Linked DNA regions of Mus musculus: regions 1 and 3 are each linked to region 2. Evidence: chromatin contacts called from public HiChIP or PLAC-seq data. All regions are on one chromosome and are shown on one strand. The core of a region is the stretch at or near the end of the contact, and the rest is flanking DNA. Distances in the headings are between cores, read along the strand shown.

The links. HiChIP or PLAC-seq counts read pairs in DNA pulled down with a chosen protein or histone mark.
Region 1: an HNF4G HiChIP or PLAC-seq map of pancreatic cancer cells shows a contact between it and region 2. The contact joins the enhancer-like site here to the promoter of Wdtc1 in region 2. A contact is called at or near these places in 2 of 484 Hi-C or Micro-C datasets (bone marrow-derived macrophages and embryonic stem cells), 6 of 115 datasets of contacts at active chromatin or transcription factors (bone marrow-derived macrophages, embryonic stem cells, large pre-B cells and 1 more) and 1 of 9 other capture datasets (adipose tissue).
Region 3: an H3K4me3 HiChIP or PLAC-seq map of pro-B cells shows a contact between it and region 2, with 4 times the contacts expected there. The contact joins the promoter of Fgr here to the promoter of Wdtc1 in region 2. A contact is called at or near these places in 11 of 39 promoter capture datasets (the 3T3-L1 cell line, 3T3-L1-derived adipocytes, embryonic stem cells and 7 more), 10 of 115 datasets of contacts at active chromatin or transcription factors (the SCID.adh cell line, craniofacial prominence, embryonic basal ganglia and 7 more) and 2 of 9 other capture datasets (adipose tissue and macrophages).

What each region holds. Positions count from the first base shown.
Region 1 is chr4:133,049,026-133,052,269 of GRCm38.p6, forward strand. The region is part of intron 2 of Ahdc1 (AT hook, DNA binding motif, containing 1); the gene reads left to right. Among named protein-coding and RNA genes, the nearest start is that of Gm26615, 33 kb to the right of the region's middle. Within about 2 kb of position 1,641, at least 113 of the 459 cell types and tissues checked have an H3K27ac peak or open chromatin away from gene starts, as enhancers often do. A contact at or near this core is called in pancreatic cancer cells, where this site is marked.
Region 2 is chr4:133,337,540-133,341,349 of GRCm38.p6, forward strand. It overlaps Wdtc1 (WD and tetratricopeptide repeats 1), which reads right to left and starts at 1,776. Exons shown (of 16, transcript NM_199306.4): 1 at 1,457-1,776.
Region 3 is chr4:132,972,311-132,976,058 of GRCm38.p6, forward strand. Fgr (FGR proto-oncogene, Src family tyrosine kinase) reads left to right here and starts at 1,785. Exons shown (of 13, transcript NM_010208.4): 1 at 1,785-1,960.

The DNA of each region.
Region 1 (3,244 bases), core at 391-2,890, 290 kb before region 2:
GTTCCTGGAACAAAGAGTTATGAGGAACAAGGAAAGGCTCGGGCAACTCACTGCACACAGCACCGGGAAGACTGCTGCCCAGAGGCAGAGTCTGGGTGAAATCAAGGTCCTGTCTCCTCCAGTGCCGAGAGGGAGGCAGTACCTCTCCACAAGGCTGGCAGTCCCCGTGTCCAGCCCTCCGGCCTTCCTCCTGTCATCCTCCAATGAAGAGTTGGGCAAACAGGCCCTAGCATAGGGATCCAGGCCTCCAGGGTTCAGCCCTGGCCTCTGGGTGTGGTGAGGCCTAGTCTGGCAGACAGTTCTAGGACCCTGGGGTCTGGACACCATTCACCAAAGGGGTCAGGTAGGGGGGTAGGGGTGCCAGGGGAGGCAGGTTGCACGCAAGGCATGCTGGGCCCCCTTGGCGGGTGGGTGGGGGGAGCAAAGCTGGCATGGAGGCCTCAGCTAAAATTAGCTGCTTCCCTGCGCGGGAGCGAGCGAGCATGCATGCCAGCCGCCCAGATCGCCGCTGCCTTGGCAGGCCATCTGTCACCACGTTTTTTTGCTAAGTCCCCCAGGGCCCCCTAGCTCTAGCCACCCCCAGGGGCTAGAAGGACTCTGCTCTGAGAATGTTGCTGAGGAAAGTTGTGGCCTTTGCTGCGGTCCGGCTGTGTGACCTCAGGTTTGGTCTGTCCCTCTCTGGACATACAGCAAGGGGGCCCTTGAACACTGCGGTCTCAGGTCCTTTAGTCCTGTGCAGCAGGTGCTGTTGTGGGTCATGGGGACAGGAGGGGACTGGAGTGTGTTCTCCTCCCTTTGAGCTGTTGCTCCAGTCCACGGTTCTGAGGTAGTCCAAGTGAGGTCGAGGGTAAAGGTGAGGGGGAGGACAGACTGGGTCTGATTCCATGGTTTTAGCTTAAGGCAGTCTGTCCTATATCCAGCAACACCTCAACACCCCCACCCCACGTCTCAGGGCTGCCTTAAAGAAACAGTCCACTTGGGAAGCCAGCAGTGGAGACAGGGTTCAGCTGATGCTGGTCTAGCCTGTACCTGTAGGGACTTCAGCTCCCCAGTTATTTCTCCCTCTCTTCCTGTTCTTCTTGTGTCCTGTGTTCTTAGGAGGGCCCTTGCGGAAGAAGCAGCAGGGGGTGGGAGCTGCTACCTTCCCTTCCCTTCTGTGAAGCTGCTTCTGACCCCAGCATTTCCTCAGCCCCTTCTCTCTCCCCTACGCCAGAGAGGCTGGGCTGCTGCTCCAAGGTCACCCAGCTTGGCCTGGGAGGAGCGTAGACTTGAACCCAGGCCTCTTGGCTCCTAGCCTTCCACACCACTCTAGCCAGCAGGCTGGGCCTGTTCCCTTAGTGAGTCATGCTCCCGGACTTTGTCCTCCTTGTCCCTATCCCTAGTTCTATGGTCTGAAGTGTGGAGAGGGGCAGCCGTCCCAGCAAAGGGGAGTTCAACCACTATCCTACCCCCTCCTTGAGTTCATTAGAAATGGAATGGGAGGTTGCGAAGGTGACATTTCCAGGTTGTCTGTGTGTACCCAGACAGCTTCCTTCCCAGTCTCCTCTTAGCACCTGGCTGCTGGTTACCCAGGCAGAAGGCCACAGTACCTCCCCTCCTGTTGTCCAGGGAGCAAGGTCACACCCAGAGCCCTGTGTGCCTCCACCTCCTCCTGGGGCCAGAAGCGTTTGTCACTGGGGCAACGTGTGGCTGTGCCTGGTTCTAGCATTGCTGGGGTGACATTCATGCCCTGTGAGCTGTGACGCTCGCTCCTGCAGGCAGAGGACAGACAGTACCACCCAGGCTGGTGACAGTGATGGGGTAGGGATGTGGGTGGGATGCCATGTCTAGATGGGGGACTCTGAGAAGGACATGGTTGTGTCCCTGGTCATACTTTGTGGGTGGAAGAGACTTCTCCCATGGCGGGAACTATTTTTGGTTCACTGTCTATGACAGGTTTTCTCTACATCCCACATCCTGTCGATGGGTAAGAGGTGCCCGGTTAGGTAGTCACACTGTCAAAGGGTGACGACTGGATGGATATCTGCCTTGTGCCATCTGGGGGCATCAGATATGACCATCTCACATTTTGAAGGAAGCAACAGGTTGCGTGCTCGGCTGTTCATGTTGGGAGGATTCTCAGTGACTGTCTGCCTGTCTCTGACTGTTGTGAAGGTGGCATGCATGAGTGTCTCATGCTGTTGGGATGATGTCAGAGAGGTAGGGGCCTGTCTCTCACCCTAAAGAGACAACATATTACCCTGTTGTGTGTGGCTGGCAGTTGGTGGGACTTCCCCATGTGGGCCACAAGGTCCCCAAAAGTCTGGCCAGAGGAAACACTTGTGGCCCTAAGCACAGACAAGTGTGTGTGTGTGGGTCTTCATACTGCATGACCTACCTTTTGACCAAGTACCAGTCCTTGGACCTGTGCCTCAGGAGAAGGGACCCAGTGTTTTTCAGGTAGTGTGGGAAGGGGCCTCTGGGGCCTAGGCAGGAGTGTGTCTGAGGAGGTAGTGCACTAGACAGGGTTTGCATGAGGGCTGTGTCCCCATAGGCCTAAGGACCCTACTGCCTGCCTCTCCTGCCCCTGAAACTGTTAAACTAATTAAGGCTGTGGAGCCGCAGGATTAATCGGGGCAGCTCACGCGGGCTGGGGCTCAGGTAGTCGATTAGTGCGCCGCGGAGGATATTGGATTTCTGAACCGCAAGTCAGCACTATTCGGGTCTGTTATCTCCAAGGCTTGAGGGTCAGCAGACGGGAGGCTCAGGCACTGGCTGCCCTCACCCGTCACCCGCCACCCGCCTGGGCACCCACTTCCCAGCCTGTGAGACCCTCACCTAGCCTAGCCTTCCCTCTGTCCAGCCCACCATCCTCTTGAGGCTCCTGTACCTCAGCCTAGTCTCTAGCCTCCCTTCTCCGAGGCCATCCCTGTCAGACTGCTGTCTTCTCTGCCGCTCTCTGGATCCTTCTTGGCCTGAGCTCAGTCTCAGTTTGGGGCCCAGCCTGCCTTCTTCCTTGTCCCTGTCCCCCACAGTCTCTGTTCATCTCTCTTTACTGGCCTCTGTCTTCTGTCCTTGTCTCTCTGTCTCTCTTCCTCTGTGCCTATGGTGTTTGTTACAGAACCCCCTTCCTTCTCTCTCTTGTGTGGTCTTTGCTGGTGTCTGCAACCAGAACAAATCTCCCCCAGCCAACACCCCCGAACAAGGAGGCCAAAGCAGCTAATGGGAAACATGTGATTCTGCCTCGCGCCTGGAGCACCGTGAA
Region 2 (3,810 bases), core at 526-3,025:
AGCACTCAGGAGGCAGAGGCAGGCAGATCTCTGAGTCTGAGGCCAGCCTGGTCTACAGAGTGAATACAAGGGCAGCCAGGGCTACATAGAGAAAGCCTATCTCCAAAATACAAAACAAAACAAAACAACTTTAGGGCCAAGGGAAATAGCATTATACCACTTAATCCCTGTACTTGGGACTTGGAGGCAGGAAAATAGTTTATAGCCAGCATGAATTACAAGATGATTTCAAGGCCTGCCTGAGCTACATGAAACTTTGTTTTAAAACCCACACATGAAAAAAAAAATGCTTATCTGACACTTTATCCCGATCATCCACCCCATCCTTGGAAGGAATGGAAAAGCTACAGTCACAGTACTCAGCTTCTAAACTCAAACTTGAGAAAACTTTCAAGTTGCTCCACCAACACATTTACCTCAAGAGATTTAAGAACACCAGAGACATTCACAAGAAATTAGTCACACTCAGCTGCTAAGATAAATCGTCTGTACTGCTCAGATAAATCGCATGTAAACCCTCATACTTTTTTTTTTTTAATTCTTATTAGTCCTGGTAATGCACCTGCAGCGGAGAGCAAACCATAAGTCGCCAAGAAACTCCAATCACCGGGCTTGGGATGGGGGGTGGGGGGTGGGGCGTGGGACGGGACGCTCCACTAAAGCTTTTCAGAAAGAGATCCTGCGGGTTTGCAGTTTATCTCTACCGATTCTTATTTACCCTTTGAAGTGGGTACTAATAGCCCACTCCCAAGCAGAGACCCTTTGTACTTAGCGCTACAGTCGATGATGCAAACACCTTGGCAAAGTTCAGTTTGGTGCCAGGATGAGCCACTGAAGGCATCTGCGACTGCCAGAAGCCTGAAAACTCACTCTCTTTCTCTCTCTCTCTCTCTCTCTCTCTCTCTCTCTCTCTCTCTCTCTATAGAGAGAGAGAGAGAGAGAGAGAGAGAGAGGAAGGAGAAGGAGAGAAAGAAAGAAAAGGAGTATGGGGTGACAGAAACAGAGAGCAAGAGAGGGAAAGAGAGGCAGAGAGACACGGAAAGAGCAGACCAGGTCATTGACCTCTTGAAACTTCCACCTGCCCCTTTCTTCCTGAGTGCGATCGGCGCCAGATCAGATGTCAAAAACTCCGCAAAAAATAAATAAATAAAAGTCCCGTGATAGGACGACTTCTACCTCTGCCCCGGTGGAGCCTGCGGGACTCCTACAGCCTTCCCCCACCCCCTCCCCCGACCTCCCAGCCAGTCCTCTTCTAGCCTCCCTTCCCCGGCCCTTTCTGCCCTTCCTCGCCGCCGAGGCCTGACCCCTTCCCGGGACACCCCGGAGTCCCGAGGCGATCGGGCTCAGGCCCCCAAGCAGGGAGCCGGCCCAGAGCGGACGGCCCCGGAGCCGGGGCTCTGGGAGCCGGTCCCCGACTCGACATCTGCGGCGGGGATGGGGCGGCGGCGACCCGTACCTGTCAGGTCTCTTCCCAGGACCAGCAGCGGAGCAACTTCAGGAGCCCATGTCGGTCCGGGGGGGCCCGGCCCCTCTCCCGGGAGCAGGGGTGCGGATCCCGGGAAGGGGGCTGGGGACCCGGGCAGCTCTAGCCTCTTCCCATGCTCCCCGCCCGGCGCCTGGCCGGGGCCGGACAGCGCCTCCGCCCGCCCCTGCGCACCGCCTCACACCCGCGCTCACACACACTCACACTCCCTCGCGCGCTCTCACACACGCACTCCCCTCCCTCCTCCTCTGTTTATCTCCTCCAGCTGTCTGGGGACCCAGGAGAAGTCCCGCACTGCGCCTGCGCCACGCAGTCTCCGCGCCGGCCCCGCGTCTCACGGTCCGCGGCTACGCTACGGCGATGGCGCTCGGCAGTTTCCTGAATAGTGAGCGCGGGCCCTAGTCCTCTCTGCCACCCTCACCCCCCCTCCATCGCGCGCCCGGTCAACGTCTGCTGCCGGTGGCGCCCACTAACCTGCTAGCGGGGGAGCCCCCCACTTCGCCGGGGCCAATCGGCTTCACCGCTCGCGGGAACGGCAGCCAGTGGGCGGGCGGAAAAGCGGGGCTCAGCTCTGGAGTATCATGGGAGTCGTAGTTTTTCGCCATCGCAGAGGTCCTGCGGCGTGGACTTGCCCCGCCCGGTTACCATTAGTTACCTGGACGCACCTCCCATCCCACTACACCTTTTCTGAGTCCCAATTCCACATGTTCTCCCAGGTCCAGTACAGACCCTCCAAGGGCTAAGAGCTCATCAAAATTGCTTTTGATGCTGTAAATTAGGGGACACCTAAGGCTAAGACCCTGAGTCCTCCCAGAGCAAAGCCTCAGCCTGCTCCTTGCTCTAGGGGGCTGCTGAAGTTACAGGTTCCATGCTCGAATCTTCAGGTGCTGGAAGGAAAAGGTCCTATGTTGAGTGACCTGGGAGCTCTAGGAACCCAGATCGATGGCAGACAAGGTCTATCTAATACTAGCCAAGTAATTGCTCTTCTGACTTTCAAGCTCCAAGTCAGAACGGAGACACCCTCCTCTCTAAGGGAGTTCCAAGGTGACAAAGGTGGCAGTAAAGATAACTTAAGGGAGAGAGACCAGGAGCTTCAACTCAAAAGCAATCACCTTACATTTCTCTTCTCTTAGAGTGGCAGATACACAGTATGCCAACGTCTAAGTAATAACACTTTTATTTTCACTGTATTGGGCATGCTCTCTTTGATAGATACAATTGTTCCTATGTTTTTAAAAAGAAGAAACAAGCATAAAGTAGTTAAAAAGATGCTAGCCCAGGGTCACACAACTGGTTAGAAAACAAGGAATGAAACCAGGCAGTGCTGGAGACTAAGTACAAACATTTAGCACTTAAGAGTGCTGGTCCAGGGTTGGAGAGATGGCTCAGCGGTTAAGAGCACTGACTGCTCTTCCGAAGGTCCTCAGTTCAAATCCCAGCAACCACTTGGTGGCTCATAACCATCCATAATGAGATATGATGCCCTCTTCTGGTGCCTCTAAGACAGTTACATTGTACTTATTTATAATAAATGAATCTTTGGGCTGGAGCTAGCAGGGCTGACTGGAGTGAGCTAAGGTCCTAAATTCAATTCCCAGCAACTACATGAGGGTTCATAACCATCTGTACAGCTACAGTGTACTCATATACATAAAAATAAACAAATCTTTAAAAGAGTGCTGGTCCTAAGTTTCTCTTCCCATAAGTGTCTGGTCTTTGCTCATTTCTGTTCGGACCACTTGTGATTTCTTTCTCTTGTGAATTCAGGTCAGTCTTCATCTTCTAGAAAGGTTGTGGGGCATGCCTCCTGACCTTTCCTGCTTAGCTGTATGGAGAGACAGAGACAGAGACAGAGACACGGAGAGACAGAATACTCAGCTGGGCACATACCTCCAGTATGTGGGGGTAGATGTGAGTGGTCCTGTATTAACTGAGGCTAGTAGCGAGTTCCAGCCTAGCTGGAGCTACACGGTGAAACTCTGTCTCAAAAAAACAAAAACTCCACAGATATTAAGACTTGAAGGTCTTGACATCATGTATCCACAGGTCCTAGCTTTAGGCCTACAGTCTTTGTTAGGGTGACTGGGTCAATAAAGCTACAAGGTAGCTAATATTTATCCTGCATCTTTCTCAAGACAAGTGTTTCCAGTGGGTAAAACAACACTCCCACAATCAGGCAGCAAACAGTAGAGGTCAGCATCAAAACTTAGATATGTCTAATCCATTACTAGTCGTTATTTAAAAAAAAAACCATTGATTTATGTGTATAAGTGTCATCTTCCTTTACACCTGCATGTTAGGAAATGGCATCAGATTCCATTACAGAT
Region 3 (3,748 bases), core at 535-3,034, 370 kb before region 2:
AGTAACCAACCGGAAGGAGCCGGTTTCAGACCAGAAGAAGAGTGCTCCAGGCAAGAGCAGGTGAGGGCTCTGCTGGAAAGTGTGTGAACACTGGGGAAGGCCCCTAGGGAGCCACCCAGGAGCTGGACTTAGAAGAAGAATTACAGAGCAATTCCTCCAAGATCAGTGTATGTCCTTCTGTCTCTCCCTTATTCCCTCCCTCTCTCCCTTGCTTCTCTCTTTTCCCTCCTGTTTTTTCTTCCTTCCTCTTTTCCTCTCTCCTCTTCTGTCTTCTCTTCCCATCTCCTCTAATCTCTGCCTTCTCCTGTCCTATCTCCCTGCCTTCCTCTGCCTCCCCCTCCTCCTCCTCCTCCTCTTCCCTTCCTCCCTCCTCTCAGGTAGAGAATCACTACTCCTCTTTGGCTGTCCTCCAATCCACAGGGCTCAAGCATCCTCTTGAGTAGCTGGGAGTGCAGCTGGTGCGGCTGTTCCTTTTGTATCTGGGCTCCCTATGGCTGGGCTCCCATTGGCCACGATATACATTTATTTGTTAATTGCACACATGGATCAATGGCCAAGGCCAACTTAGAGGATGCTCTATAATGGTGGCAGTGCTATCCAGGCAGGGTAAAGCCACCCTCCCACAGTCCCTGAACCTCCACTACATTTCCTTTCTTCCTCCTACACCCACTTCATATTTTCCTAAGAGAGAAGCACTTTTATTTGGTTTTTTGAGACAGAGTTTCTTTGTGTAGCCTTGGTTGTTTTGGAACTCACTCCATAGACCAGGCTGGCCTCAAACTCAACAAAGATCTGCTTGCCTCAGCCTCCCAAGTGCTGGAGTTAAAGGTGTTTGCCATGGCTCATTGAGAGAAGCATTCCTATCTGCATCCATCACTTGCTGACACCGTGTGTGTCACCATGATCCTCCTGAACTTGTACTTTAGGGCGCTCACACACAGCCCCCTACACCCCTGTCTGTACACAGAAGCACACCTGACTGCATAATGTGTCCGAGCTGTTGATTCTAAACCCAGTCACGCATCGTCATCGCCTATCATCAGTATAGCCCCGGGGACACCCACTTGAATCTTCCATGCCTTAAGCCCTCACCCTCCCACAAACATTTCCAATTCAACCCTAGCTCTCCCTCCCCAGGCAGGGGGATTTCCTGGGTCTCAGTGCACCTTGGTTTTAGAGAGGTAATACTGGTAATAACTCTTGGTTTTAAAGGGAGGGTGGGTATCGGGCTGGGGGAGTATAGGGAGGGCTCTCCTAGAGACACTGTGATTGATTAAGGATTCTCCTCAGCTTCTCTAAAACTTGTGTGTGGCAGTAGCCTGATGGGAGCTGATTGTTGTGAAAAACAGGTACCCAAAGGCAAGGGCCTTATCTCCACCGCCCAGTTCCTAAAGATGAGGCGGCAGGGTATAAGTGACAGGCAAAAGATCCCTGGCAAATGTAGTGACAGTAGTGTAAAGGCTACAGGCTATGTGAACTTGGGCCAAGTTATCCTGACCTGGCTCTGTGTTTTCCTACCTAGGAGATGAGTGGGGAGTGGGAGCCTTTGGGATGGCCAACCCCCCACCCCCTTGGTATCCCACTCTAGTAACTAAAGGGACAGGTCCCTTTGGCCGGAACCTTTGGGAAGGAGCTGGGGCGCAGGGACAGCGCTGGGAGAGCCCATCCACAGCGGGAAGTGGGAGCCAGCGGACTTTGGATCTGGGGGCCCCTCCTGGCTTTGGGCAGCAGTCTAGGGGCTGAGGCGTGACTTCGACTTCTCTGGCTGCCGCCTCCTCCTCCGCAGTCACCAAAATAAGAGAAGTCCGAGACGGCTTCCTCCTCCCTCCCCAGAGTAGGTAGTAGGGGCAGAGGCGGGTAGCACCTCACTTTACCCCCCACATCGCCTCTCCTGGTTGCTGGAAGTTAGGGTTGGCTCGCCCCAGATCGAGTCACCCGCAGCTGGCTCCCTTGAGACCAGGTAGGCGGCCAAACCCGGTGGGGGCTGGTAGGGCAAATGTTGCCCCGCCCCTAACCGTCCTCACCTTGGAGGGAAGATTTGGGGGTAAACCTGAACTTTGAGAGCTGAGCAAGTTGAAAGCGGGAGATGGGGGTGGGGATCCCATTCAGAAAGGAAATGAAGAAGGAAAACTAAGGAAAGCTGGAAAAGGCTGATAAAAACCTAGGAGAAGGCCGAGGCAGTACGGCGAAGGCAGACCAAAAATTCCCCCTAAAAGTCTAAATGGGGAAAGAGAGGGAAACTGTGTTGTAAATTTGATAAAATTTGGGGAGAGGGCTGAAAGTACAGGAAGGCACTGTGGGATCCCCCAAAAGCGTCTAGGGAGAGCCCTGAGAGGCTTTCAGGAGGAGAAAAAGGAAAGAAGCTGAGGGGGTATGAGAGAGGGGTAGTAGGTGGGGAAACTGGAAAGGGGGAGGGGATACTGAGGAAATCGGTCGCGAGTTCCCGAGAAGGGGGTCTAGGAGAGTGACTTCTGCAGAACTCGGAGTCCAGAGTGCAGTTCTGGGGTCTCAGAGGCCGGCTATCTGGATTCCTCAGAGGGAAGCGGGGAGTCTGCAAACTCCCCCCAGACCCTCTAGCTACATCAGTGGGGCAGCGGGTTCCAGACACCCTGGGGATTCCTTCCAGCAGCTGGAGGCGTGGATCTGGGTTTCCTGGGGAAGACCTCACCCTGGGGCATCAGACCTCCCTGGGTGCTTTTCCCTATCCGCAGTGGCGGTCAAGGTTTGCGTCCCTGTCGGGATCCGGGAATTGCTGGCAGCCCCGACGGAAATCCTGCTTTTGACCGCCAATGCCCGCAGGGGCTGTTTCCATGGCAACACAGGGCAGTGAGGCCAGTTGGCTTTGGGCCGCTGCAGGCTCAAGGCTGGCAGCCAACTTTGGTCCCTGCCTTCGTCCCCATTTTTGGTCCTTGATCCGGGTGTGTTGCACCACAGAGGGAGTGAGAGGGTGCCGCTTGGTGTTCAGGGGTCTCCTGCCTCAGAGACATGTTCTCTTAGCAAGAATGGGCCTTTAATTGCTATGCAGACCTCAAGGAGAGCTAGCTTTCTCTGGACTTTTGCTTTTCTCATTGGAACTTTGGGGAAGAAACTAGCCCTCCCCATACCAAAGCTGTGCCTAGTGGCTCATGCCTATAATAATCCTTGCATCCAGCAAACAGAGGTAGGGAGGTTGTCACGAGTTCAAGACCACCTTGAGCGATATAAGCAGAAAGACAGGTGGGGTGGGGGAAACAGAAATAGAATGGGAAGGGGTGGGGCGGGGAGGAGAGGGGAGAATGGAGGAGAAGGCAGATGAAGTTCTATCAGATCCAGGCCAGCTGGCTCTACACAGTTCTTTGCCTTCTCAAAGCATGGAGGACCAGAAAGCTTCGCTGACAGGGCCTCTGAGAACCAGCACACAGTTGGCATCTACTAAATGTCACGTTTACTAGGGCCCATTCCAAGAAGGTTAGCAGGGTTCGCATCTGTACCCCACTCTCCAGGTGGCCACCCTACAAGCAAGCCTTTTGTAGTCTAGAATTGGATGCAATGAGCATCCTTCCATTTGTAGTGGGAAGGTGGAGGGGGTAGCCAAGCTGTGTGGACCCAAGAGAGGGGGAGGTGGAGGGGGGCTCCTGCCTATATCAGCTCCTGCTCCCCAGCAGGCTTGAAGCTGTGAGTGAGATTGTGTGAGGGTGCTCCCCAGTGTGCTGTGGGCTTGAAGTGAATGTGTTCACGCCTGGGTGCTTGCTTTTGTGTGGTTATTGGG